Linked DNA regions of Triticum aestivum: region 2 is linked to region 1. The links are chromatin contacts, called in public Hi-C maps. All regions are on one chromosome and are shown on one strand. The core of a region is the stretch at or near the end of the contact, and the rest is flanking DNA. Distances in the headings are between cores, read along the strand shown. Region 1 holds the start of LOC123098119 (prolyl 3-hydroxylase 1). Region 2 holds the start of LOC123096992.

Region 1 (3,465 bases), core at 595-3,094:
CTTCTCTTATTCTCTTTGCTGCTGTTAAGTTAGGACTTGCTGATGATGATTGCTGCTGTTAGAAATCATGATTGCTTAGTTTAGTGTAGGACTTGCAAGCAGTAGTGCTTGCTTAGTTCAGTCTCTGTTAGAGTAAACTGGGATAGTTAGAGTAGCTTCAGTAGCTTAAAATGAAGTACTCCAGTAGCTAGATCAATGAACTTGCAGTAGATCAAAATGTTCAGTTAACTTGCATTTGTAGTTTAGTTTCTGTTGTCAAACTGCTGCTATTGCTCTCATATTCATACTGTATTTTCCAAAGTTCGATAGCAAGGCGTCCTTAGCATAAGTTGTTGATCAAAGAAATGGACTAAATTGAAGCATTCCCAGGAGTTGCTGCTATTGTTATTGACCTGCTGTTGCTGCTGTTGTAGGAGAAGAAGGAGCACGCCCAGGAGAAGAAGGCCCTGGATGGCTGCTGCTGGAGCGCTGAGGACCTAGGATCTGTGACCTGGGCATGCTGCTGGATCCGCCTCCGGATCGCTGCTGCTGGAGACAAGGAGAAGCAGGGGACCTGGGCCTGGGAGCGCTGAGGAGAAGCAGGGGCGGGCGACGACAGGGGTGGACGACGGAGGATTCAAATCCTGGGGTGGAGGAAGACGACGATGGGGATACCGATTCAAAGTAGGGGCAGGATGTAAAATCCATCGTTTTCACCTGGTCGGAAGGATATCTTCAGCGACCTATATTTCGAAACGGAGGGAGAACATGCCACTGACATTACGCACAGTAGAACCGCTAGTTGATGCATGGAGAATGTATCCTGTGCACCAAGCCAATTTTTGCACCCAATGCACCGGTGGATTCTGGGCCCTTAGATGAAAAAGAAATGGGCTAGATTATGGTCAAAAGTTGGACTACGACTTTTTTGCGGAGACAACCTTGTACTTTGTAGAAATTAACCCGCACACTACAGCCCACACTCCCATCAGAAAATTGCATGTTTATTTTTTTGGCCCAAACACAAAATGATTCATATTTTTTGAACTGAATGTTTGATTTCAGATCCGTTTTGACCGTCATATTTTTCTTGACAAGATCTTCGAAATAAGATCAATGTTGAATATGTTTCTAACAAATATTATTTTTTTGCTTTTTTGAAACTTGACTCAAAACTTGATGTACCAGAAGCATGTTGCATGCGAGACCCACGTGTGAGAGAGGCGGATGTTTCTCATAGACAAATTACAAAACTTGTATAAAAAAATCAGTTAAGTTTCGAGTTAAGTTCCAAAAGACAAAAAATATGAATTTTCAAAAATATACCTAATATTAATCTTGATTCAAAGATCTCGTCAAAACAAAGAAGGCAGTCAAAACGTTTCTGAAATCAAAAGATTCGCTTAAAATATATGATCCCTTTTTTGTTTGAAGTAAAAAAATTGAACATGGAGAGTTATTTAGAGGAGAGGGAGATGTGGGTCGACTGCAATGTTTCAACAATCCACCTACCAACCTGATCATATCCCTTTGTTTTCCATCCAATGGCTCATATAGCAACAGAGCATTTGGTGCATGAATTGAGTTGGTACACCTGATACGTTCTCTTGATGCATGGCTGAATCTCTAGGGTCGATATCTGATGATACGGCTCATCAGATGATACGGTCATCCCGTACCATCTCGGGCGTTAGATCTGGACTATAGGACAGGATTGATCAACCTCTTCCCCATGGAAAATATGCATAGGGCACCCTGTGTTTTGCCGTAAATGAGCGACTATCGTTTTTTTTTTGCACAGGTAATGAGCGACTACTGTATATCCCTTCGTCCTGTGCGCCTCGAACAGAATCCTGCTCAATTTCGTCGATAGAGTAGTCAGCGTGGTCAAAGACCTCTTCCGCGGGGCCCACCGGTCTCACGGTCTGTTCTCTCCCCTCCACATCTCCAGTCTCTTCCAACCATGGCCACCACCGCCGCTTCGCCGCCGCCGACCGCCGCCGAGGACAACGTCCGCCTCCTTCTCCCTGGATTCCTCTCCCCCGAGACCTGCAAGGTATATCACACGCTCCTCCCCCTAAACCCTCCTCCTCCGAGCCCTAAACTCCAGCTTGTTGCGATCCGAATCGACCGTCTCATACGGTGGCCACCGCGTCCAGGAGCTGGAGTTCGTGCACCGGAGCTGCGGGACGGCGGGGTACCGGCCTTCGGTGGTGTCTACATCGCTGCCGCATCTAGCTGCCACCGGCTGCGGCCACCTACTCCTCCCCTTCGTGCCCATCCGCGAGCGACTGCGCGACGCCGTCGAGTCCTTCTTCTCCTGCCACTTCGACCTCTTCGTCGAGTTCACCGGACTAGTCAGGTGCTGAACAGTCGCATCACCTCTTTCATGTCATGCTGTCTGGTCGATCCTAGTAGTTTCACATTGGTATCAGCATGTTTCCTTGGAGCAGATCAATTTTACATATATGCTCAGTACCCTCATGACTCCACTAACTTTATACGAATGCATAATAACCCTTATAGAAAATGTTGTCACCTTATTAATGGTGCGCATAAACCTTGAAGGTAGTTTATGTAGGAGACCTGACATAACTTGACACTATAATTCTCTCCTTATACAAAACCTCTATATTGGGCATGCAGTTGGTGCAAGGGTGCTTCTATTGGATGGCACAGTGACGACAACAAACCTTACCTTAGGCAAAGAGCCTTCACGGTGAGGACCAATTTGATTTGGGGGATTCAGTCAGTTTGCATGGTTTCTCCTTGTATCTCGAATTTTTAATTCCGAGACAGTGATATCACACAATTCTTAGTTGCTTAACTATCATTTTGGTTGATTTAGTTCCCATTTGCCTACTTATTGGCGAACCATACACAAGGAGCATGTTGTTATGTATTGCTGTAAAACAACAACATGCCATTATGTATCCTGCTTTGCATTAATAGACTACTGCAAATGCTTGCCAATTCCATAAACAATGTAAGAAATGATCACCATGAAACTATGAGTTTGTTAAGAACCAACACACACTGGAAATATGCTTTGATATGTGTATTATCATTGTGATTAGATATTGAAGTCATTCATAACATGGAGAGGTTTTCTTAGTTCTGCTATGATGATCACAAATAAGTTTTTGCCCACACCGATCACTTGCTTTTCTGCTTCTTTTAGATGTGATCTTTCTCATGCTGACTTTATTTCCCTCTTCTGGATTCAATTAAAAAGGCTGTCTGCTACTTGAACAATCATGGAAAGGACTTTAAGGGTGGACTGTTGAAGTTTCAGGATGGTGAACCCTCCTCTGTTATTCCAGTTGCTGGTGTAAGCAGCACACACTACATGCATTTTTCTTCAGAATCATTGATGTGGATATTATCTTCCACCGGCTAAAATCTATTGGATAATTTCTTTCATTTTATGACAATTAATATTGTTTTCAGGATGCTGTCATCTACACTGCTGATAATCGTAATGTC
Region 2 (3,465 bases), core at 444-2,943, 440 kb after region 1:
ATGTTCATGAATTTTAAAGAAATTTCACATAATTAAAAAAATCTTCAGGAATTTCAAAAGGGTTCATTGCTTCGAAAAATATTGCTGATTCAAAAAATTCATGAATTGGAAAATGTGCTTGCATTTGAAAAAAAAATCATGAAAACAAAACAATCTTTGTGAATTTCAAAAATTATCCACAAATTTCAGAAAAAGTTTGCAGTCTCAAAAACAAATGTTCACGAGTTCCAAAAGAAACGTTCAGAATTTCAAAAAGAACACGTGAATTTGTGAAAAATGTTCGCAAATTCAGAAAAAGTTCACAATTTAGAAATTGTTTGCAAAGTATAAAAATGTTCATGATTTGAAAAAAATATTTGTGAATTTGAGAAATGTTCCTGGTTTGGAAAACATTTCATGATTTCATAAAATTGTCATGATTTCAAAAAATAATTCTGAAATTTGAGAGAGACCGCAAAATGTAGATGATACAGGAAAAAAAGGAAAAGATAAATGAGGAAAACAAACACGAAAAATATTTAAAAATAGAAAAGGATAAAAATAGAAAATAGAAAGAAAAAACTAAAATGGAAAAAGAAAGGAAAGAATGAAAATGAAAAAGGCCGAAAAACCGAAAGAACACACAGAATAGGTTAGGAAAGGTTCAAGAACCTTCTCAAGATAGGAAAGGAGCTAGCTGGGCCGACTCAAGTGTATGCAGAGGGGGAGCAGGGCCTACGCACTAGGTCACTATTCTGCCACCTATGCGCCAAATAGGATCTGTCCTATTTGGCTATCTACGCACCAACTAGGGATCTGCCTTGGCAATTTCAAAAAAAAAAAAAAGGGATCTGCCTTGGCTTGCGGCGGAAAAAAACGGTTATCAAACGCCGTATGGGACATGGAAATCGACACACATCTCGTTCGCGCAAACTCTCGTGAAAAACCTCACCCGCCCAAAGCGCGGGTTGTCTCGCGCCTGACCATCGGGATGAGAATGAGCCGGCCCGGAGCTAGCCTTGGACTCAGCCACTATGGCCCAAGGCTAATTTGTGAGGCCAAGGGTTAATAGAAAAAAAAATCTGGTTAATAGAAAAAATCAAGTCGTCTGCTTGTGGGTCTGTAGCTCCGCCTCTTGCCGAAACATATCATGATAATTTTGTTGTTCATATATGCGAGCATTTGTCGGAAATTATGCGACACACCGCGTCGCAAAATTGGGTCCTACAACAACGACGGCGCGAGGGCGATGAAGATTGAAGTTGTTGTGAGATATAAAACTATAAGGTAGGCCGACCTGACTGACCGAGTGAGTCATCTAGTGCCGGCTATGTTGACCCAAATCTTGTTTGAGACCAACGCACATGACCCACTGGCCTTGAATTTTTAGGTCGGATCAGCGACCCGGCGGGCCGACCGAGCCCATTTCCATCCTGCGCTGACCTGCCCAACATTTCACGTTTCTTCTTCTCGTCTAAAGTTTGCAGCAAGGTTTACGTTACCGCGCTCAGTTCCCAGCGTCGCGTCGGGGGCTGGCCAGATCCGTCATGTACGGCGGCGCCGCGCCCACCCCAACGCCGGCCCTTGTACGTCCTCCACCCCCTTCACCTTGCACTGCACCACTGGCTAATTACACGACGCAACGCAATGTCAGCGTGCAGCCCCCCAATGCAAGCCCCCCACTCATCAGACAGCACAGCAGATGAGTAGTATGATGGCGGCAGGGAGCAGGAGGATGCTCATCCCTCTCAGGCCGCGGCTGCTCTCGCGGCAACGCACTCTCCTTGCCGGCCTCGCCGCCGCCTTCGCGGTGACCCTACTCTCCATCGTCCTCCTGCTCTCCTCCCTTCCCGCCTCCTCCTCGCCGCCATCCCGCCGGCGCCACGGCGTCGACACGACATCCACGACCGCGCTTAGTCCACCCGCTCACTGCGGCGCGATGAGCGCGAGCCTGGGGGAGTTCGGCGAAATGATGGTGTCCATGCTCCCGAGGGACCTCGCATTCACCGCCTTCATGCCCTCGCCGGAGTCGTTCCGCCGCGTCCTCGGGCTGCGGCACAACGACAGCGCCGCGGGGCTGAAGGCCAGCGACGACACCTACGCCGTCGTCTCTCGCGTGCTCGGCTTCTCCGCCGTCCCTCTGCGCCTGCGCTCCGGGGACGTGGCTCTGCGCGGGACGGCGCGGCTGCTGGACCTGGACTCCGTGTCCGGGCTGAAGGTGCACGCGTGGAGGGACGTGGACGGGGCTCTCGTCGTCAACGGCGTGCGGTCGGAGTGCGTCGATATCGTCAGGGACGAGACCGTGGTGCATGTCATGGCGGGGGTCCTCATGGACGCCGAGTTCGAGCGATCTCTTTCCCTTCCGAATTAGAGGATCATTGTAGAAGGTTATGCAACTCACGATATATTGATCGGGTGCAATATGCATGTATATATAAGTACAAAGGATAGCCACGTCCTCAACTATACATGGAAGGAGGAGGGCTTGTTGTACAAGAAATACACATATGTATCTACATCTCAACACCCCCGCAGTCGAAGCGGCACCATGGTCGACGCAAAGACTGGATCGGAACTCCTCGAAAGATGCGGTAGACAAGCCCTTTGTCATGATGTCAGCAAATTGTTGGGACGTAGGGACATGCAGCACGCGTACATGACCAAGAGCTACCTGTTCGCGAACAAAATGGATATCAATCTCAATGTGCTTGGCGCATCGATGATGAACCGGGTTGGCAGAGAGGTAGACCGCAGAAACATTGTCACAGTAGACAATCGTGGCCTTGTCAACCGGAGACAAGAGCTCATGCAGAAGCTGACGAAGCCAGGAACACTCGGCGACGACGTTGGCAACGGCGCGGTACTCCGCTTCAGCACTGGAGCGGGAGACAGCGGGCTGCCGCTTGGACGACCAGGAGATAAGTGATGGTCCAAGATAGACGCAATAACCAGAGGTCGAGCGGCGCGTGTCAGGGCAGCCGGCCCAATCGGCGTCAGAATAAGCCGTCAGATCCATAGATGATGAAGCCTGAAGTGACAGCCCAAGATCCAAGGTGCCACGGATATAGCGCAGAATGCGCTTGACTGCGGTCCAGTGAGCATCACGGGGAGCATGCATATGAAGGCACACCTGCTGAACAGCGTACTGGAGCTCCGGACGAGTAAGAATGAGGTACTGAAGAGCACCAACAATCGACCTGTAGAACGGAGCATCTGAAGCAGGAGAACCATCTGTGGCAGAGAGCTTGGCCTTCGTATCGATAGGTGTGGCAGCCGGTTTGCAATTAAGCATCCCGGCACGGTCCAGAAGCTCATGAGCATACTTCCGCTGATGAAGAAAGAAGCCATCTGCTCGACGAATAACCTCGATCCCGAGGAAATAGTGCAGAGGACCTAAGTCCTTAATGACAAACTCAGCACGAAGACGATCCGTGAGCTGTCGAAGAAGGGCAGTCGAGCATGCTGTCAAAATGATGTCGTCGACAT

Evidence for each region. A called contact is a pair of places that touch in the nucleus more often than the background predicts.
Region 2: a Hi-C map of leaf shows a contact between it and region 1, with 5 times the contacts expected there. The contact joins the promoter of LOC123096992 here to the promoter of LOC123098119 in region 1. A contact is called at or near these places in 2 of 5 Hi-C or Micro-C datasets (both in leaf).

Annotation. Positions count from the first base shown.
Region 1 is chr4D:390,978,976-390,982,440 of IWGSC CS RefSeq v2.1, forward strand. LOC123098119 (prolyl 3-hydroxylase 1) reads left to right here and starts at 1,845. Exons shown (of 7, transcript XM_044520011.1): 1 at 1,845-2,035; 2 at 2,139-2,341; 3 at 2,626-2,698; 4 at 3,215-3,310; 5 at 3,430-3,465. The coding sequence starts at 1,943.
Region 2 is chr4D:391,415,284-391,418,748 of IWGSC CS RefSeq v2.1, forward strand. It overlaps LOC123096992, which reads left to right and starts at 1,694. Exons shown (of 1, transcript XM_044518771.1): 1 at 1,694-2,350. The coding sequence starts at 1,694. The coding sequence ends at 2,350.